2 separate regions of the Triticum aestivum genome follow, and region 2 is linked to region 1. Evidence: chromatin contacts called from public Hi-C data. All regions are on one chromosome and are shown on one strand. The core of a region is the stretch at or near the end of the contact, and the rest is flanking DNA. Distances in the headings are between cores, read along the strand shown.

Evidence for each region. A called contact is a pair of places that touch in the nucleus more often than the background predicts.
Region 2: a contact with region 1 is called in a Hi-C map of leaf, with 4 times the contacts expected there. The contact joins the promoter of LOC123097637 here to the enhancer-like site in region 1. A contact is called at or near these places in 2 of 5 Hi-C or Micro-C datasets (both in leaf).

Annotation. Positions count from the first base shown.
Region 1 is chr4D:314,079,939-314,082,638 of IWGSC CS RefSeq v2.1, forward strand. No RefSeq gene overlaps it. Among protein-coding and RNA genes, the nearest start is that of LOC123097634, 6.7 kb to the left of the region's middle. Within about 2 kb of position 1,308, at least 3 of the 8 cell types and tissues checked have an H3K27ac peak or open chromatin away from gene starts, as enhancers often do. A contact at or near this core is called in leaf, where this site is marked.
Region 2 is chr4D:314,264,193-314,266,892 of IWGSC CS RefSeq v2.1, forward strand. LOC123097637 (inactive glucose-6-phosphate 1-dehydrogenase 4, chloroplastic) reads left to right here and starts at 1,421. Exons shown (of 12, transcript XM_044519426.1): 1 at 1,421-1,723; 2 at 2,147-2,342; 3 at 2,623-2,700. The coding sequence starts at 1,646.

The DNA of each region.
Region 1 (2,700 bases), core at 58-2,557:
AGCACTCCGGTCCTGATGTTTTCTATAACTAAAGTTGTCATTCGAAAAGAAAAAGTAAACCTAAAAGATCCTGAAATTTGTCATCCGAAAGAAAAGTTGCCATGCTTGACAATTAAGTTGTCATCCTCGTGTCATTAAACTTGCCATAAAAAACCTTGAGAGTTGGTATGTGTTTGTGCCACACATGTGACATTTATCATGATCCAAAGCAAAAGAGAGTAGCTTGATTCCAAACATATACGAGCATAGATGAAAGGTGATGCTGCCATGACGGTGGGAGAAGATCTCGAACAACAAGGGCAAAAGACAAGTAAACGAAAATATGTACTAAGCTCTCGTATCAACATGACATTACCATCTCCAGTACAAGTCGATCGAAAATCGAAGAAACATGAAGCATGACTGTAGACAGCAAATTCACACGGCATGCCGAACCGTCGACCGCCACGAGGTGACCGATCTCCGATCCTACCAGTAGTCTTGGCCGTAAAGCAGGCCGGCGCCTCCCGTTTGATCATACATGCTCTGGAACGGCGGAGGCATGGCTCCGGCGCCGGTCGCGTAGTCCGCCGTGGACGCCATCGCCGGAGGCAAAGCCCGGGCGCCCGCAGCGGCCGTAGCCCCCGCCGTCGGAGAGGCGCGCCCGAACGAGGAGTAGGAGGATGAGGACGACGACGAGTAGTAGGACGAGACGCCCGGGGCGTCGTGGTCGGCCACGTTGGAGTCGCGGCCCGTGAGCTCCTGCACGACGGCGCGGAACTCCTCGGCGCTGGCGGTGAGCATCATGGGGCTGGAGATGTAGACGACCTTGATCCCCTTGCCGCCACCCTTGCCCTTCCCGCCGCCCTTGCCGTGGTGGTGCACCGGCGGCTTGGAGATGCCGTTGTGCTGCCCGTGGTGCACGCTCAGCTTGTCCATCCCCACAATCTCGATCGAATACGTACAGCAGCAATGGGACGAAGCCAAGGAGAGCGCGCGCCTCGCTGCGATGAAGTTGAAGCGGACAGAGCGATCAACCAGCTGAGCCAAGTTGGTTAAGCTAAGCTGCTTTGGGATGAGGAGGTGATGGGGGGGTTTTGTTGGCGGGGCCTTATATAGGGTTGCGCGGCCGCAAGATTACAAGGTCCGGTCAGGGAGACGATCTTTGTTTCAAGATATCACCACTGCGCTTCTGTGGCTGTGGATTGGCCCCTGCAGGTTCCCGGAATCCGCCGGATAATAATTTTGTTGCGGGCTCCGGCCGGAGCGAATTGTGGCACATGGGGCTTTGATTGAGCTTGGGGTCACACCACACCGGTATCTCCCGCAGCACCGCACGGTCATAGGGCGTGACGGTTTCGTGCGCATCGTACCGTTGCTTGGGAAAGTTGGTGAGTGGGTTGATTGGACGACCGGCGCGGGATAATTTTGAGAGAGAGAGGTGAAGGTTCCTGGAAAAGCAGGGCGCTGGAGTTATTGATCTTGGTCGACATGGACGTGGACGTCTGGTTACTTTTGTGCGCGTGACCGTTTGTTCACTTGTGCCTAGGCTTGTACTGCTAGTGTAATTATTTTTTTGAGGGGTACTGCTAGTGTATCTGAAAGGGGGTGCAGGCGTGTGGTGCGTACATGTCGCCTTTCAGTTCAAACCCTACAACATCTCGGTGGTCTTCCTGTTCCAGTCCACGTACGGCTTCACCGAGAAAATCTGCGTTTGGCGCCGTGGCGATCGGCATCGATCGAGATGTCTCTTTGTTTCTCTGTGTGTACCACATGCACGTGCATCCGTGGTGTGAATTTTCCCGTGGTAGGAAAGTGCCTGCTTCCAGACCAAGGGGATACACGTGTGAATTTTCTCACTGCCAGTTTTAATTGATCGATCTGAGGTTGTGTTAGGATGGCAGCTACAGTAGTGTACAAGACAATGTTTAGGCCATGCAACACAATTGCATCGGTGCACTGGACACGTATATATGATGTACAAGATGAGTGCCACAACCTCAACTATACAAGAGAATTAGGAGGTGGGCCCAAGACACAATATACACCTCCACCCCGCGCAGTCGAAGCATCGCCAAAGACACAGAGACTGGAACGAAACTCCTCGAAGGTGGAAGTTGGCAGACCCTTAGTCATCACATCGGCGACTATTGTGCGGTCGGAACATGGAGAACCCGAATGCGTCCAAGGGCTACCTGTTCACGCACAAAGCGAATGTCCAGCTCGATGTGCTTGGTCCGGCGATGATGAACGGGATTGGTGGAAAGATACACCGCAGAGACGTTGTCGCAGTAGACAACCGTGGCCTGGGAGACATCATGATGCAACTCCTGAAGTAGCTGCCGTAGCCAGGTGCACTCGGCGACTGCGTTAGCCACTGCTCGGTACTCGGCCTCCGCGCTGGAGCGCGGAACTATGGTTGTCGCTTGGGCGACCACGAGACGAGGGAGGGACCGAGGTAGACGCAGTAGCCAGAAGTGGAGCGACGTGTGCCAGGGCAGCCAACCCAATTAGCATCGGAATAAGCCACCATATCCATAGAGGTGGACGCCGTGAGAGTGAGTCCAAGAGACATCGTGACATGGATATATCGGAGAATCCGTTTCACGAGTGTCCAATGGGAGTCACGAGGGGCGTGCCTATGGAGACACACTTGCTGAACAGCGTACTGTAGATCTGGTCGGATGAGTGTCAGATACTAGAGAACACCGACGATGGACC
Region 2 (2,700 bases), core at 171-2,670, 180 kb after region 1:
TCCCTTCATATTCCCGTGTTTTGAGAAACTACAAATCAGAGGCCCATAAATAGGTTCATGAAGAAAAACCAAAGCTACATGCCCATAAATAAGTCCACAAGCTCACGCAGGAGCATAGCTCATTATACAGACACATCGTTAGATGTTGCGTCAACTAACAGTCTACTCTCTCTGCATGGGCATAGTTTGCAAATCTGAGTTTGTTTTTGCGGGCTCCAAACCTGAGTTATGAGTGTAATTTTTGTATACTACTTTTGCACAACAACCGCTTCCCAATTTACATTTGGAATTTTGTCAATGATTGGATACACCTCGAAAACATTGATACCATCTTGTGGCACTCCAAAAATTACGTTAAAAATTGGTGGATCAATTTATCATATGCCAACACCCCTCATAGGAAAGTCATGGTCTCTCTCTCAAACAAGAGAAATGCCCATGTCTTCTGTCACAAGATCGTTCCACATCCAATCCTTCTAAGCTTAATTAAAGAGGAGGCCGTGCTTTGGGCCAAAGCGGGTGCTAAAAAGTTAGAAAAAATAATATTAAGAGAGTAACACTTTTGGTTGTAGGGTATCTTTGTAACAATAAACTTCTTAATTAATAGACGAGGCAAAGCTCACGCCTTTGTTTAAAGAAAAACAATAACAATAGCGACGATGACAATAATATTTCTCATACAAATTCAGTAGTACCAATTTGTGTTTGTCATAACCAAGAACTTGGATAGTGAAACTGCATCCCATGCTTCGAAACGGCAAAGCGGTAGCTGATAGCGAAAAAGTTTAGCTCCCAGGAGCACGCGTCCTTTTTTTGCGATGAAAAAGGAGATGCATCCACACAGCCGCGGTACACTCTACGCGACTATAATTTGCTAAGCGGTCAGCGACTCTATTTTGATCCTTATTTAATTTCTGGGGAATAAACCCCCCATCCCTCATCAATGCCTTAATTTCAGCTACGAGATGTCCATAGGCAGAACGAATCAATCCATCTCCTGTCAAACTCGATAACGCCACACTAGAATCAGATTAAACAATCACCGAAAAATTGGAGTGTTGTATAGCAAATGCCATCCCTTGCATAAGCGCATGTATCTCCACTTCCAATGCATCATTGCAATTGAAAATATATCAGTATGCTGCAAAAATAACTGATCCATCATGTCGCTGGAGAATCAACCCTACGGCTGCGGCGCCATAATCAACTGAAAAAGATCCATCAACTGATAGAGCAACGGAGTCTGTAGTAGGAGGTGGCCAATGCTTAGGAGCAGGATTAATTCTCGCTTGGGGCAAAGCCCAATCAGCAACCGGCATTTACACATGAGCAACGTTATTTTTAGACTTGCTGCTCTGTACGTATTTCGCAAAGCAAGGAGTACTTTGTCACTTTCCTAGGGCTTTTTTGGCTGTACTGCGAAATGTCCATCCCAACGGGGGCGGCTACAGAGCGTCGCTATCCACTCCCTCGTGATAACTGAGACCGACGACACGTACAGCTAGCTACTGTCGCGTGGCTGTCTATCACTATCAGATCAGCCGGGGCCTGACAGTGACACGATCCTGGCACCGGCCACCGCCGTGAGACTAAAAAGAAGCGGGGCGGGATACGGCGGACCGAGAAAGAAGCGCCAACGCCGAGCATGGCTACCACGGTCCTCGCCGTGACGGCTTCAGCAGCTCCAGCGCCGCCTTCGTTGGGGGCTGCGCGCTTCAGCCCGGTGAGTACTCCAGCCGAGCTCCTGTGGTTGGTGGCCGTCGTGCCTTTCGGCCTCCTTCCACCCTTGTGGCGCGCTTGACCTGCTTGATAAAATGCCTTTACCAAGTTGCTATGGTTATGGTGCTATGCTGGATTCTGTGACGATGGATGCGTCATGCGTCATTCCTACGGGCCAAGAGGGGTGGATGGAAGGGCAAGTGCTCCTGTCTCCTATCAGGATATTCGATGAAATGCGTGTGTGAGCACGTGATTCTTGTGGCTCGTTCTGGCGCCTGAGGCTGACGGAATGCTGAGGCCCATATTGCCTACAGATGATGCTTGCGTTCTATTTGTTCTGCATCTGGTTTAGTTACTGTCAGATGTACTAGTAGACATGGACACATTCAAGTGCTGATCAACTGCTGTTTGATGCTTCTGCGCGTAGGTTGCAGGACCTGCTGTCACTCTTAGAACGCAATGTTGGATTGCTGCCAAGATGAAGCTCCACAAGGCCCTGAGGAGGCATGGATCGCAAGTTCAGAGAAAGCTGGAAATTCAAGGGGTTGGTAAAATTCCTGACTGCTTCAAGGTTGCATCGCTGACTGGAAGGATAACTCGTCGGAATGTACAGCTTGCTGATGGTTGGTATTCGGAAACCACTTGCTATTTGCTACTTCAAGTATATCTATCAAAATTATGGGATTCCTGGCTTATCATTCCCGCAGTTTTACATGTGCATGGCACTAGTTTGCTTCATGCCTTTGAAAGTTATGTTCAGTTTGCATTATTTGTGAAATATGCTAGTCCCCAGATTTCACCATACTATCTTACTACTGTCATCACAAATTTCTCCGTGGTTATTTGCTTGCATCCAGATGCTTTCACACACACTGACACACATTATTTCTTCCTTTTATGTAGAAACTGGAGGTGAAACAGCAAATACAAGCTCTGTTATGTCAGATAACTCGATCGATGACAAAAGTTCAATGCATCTGG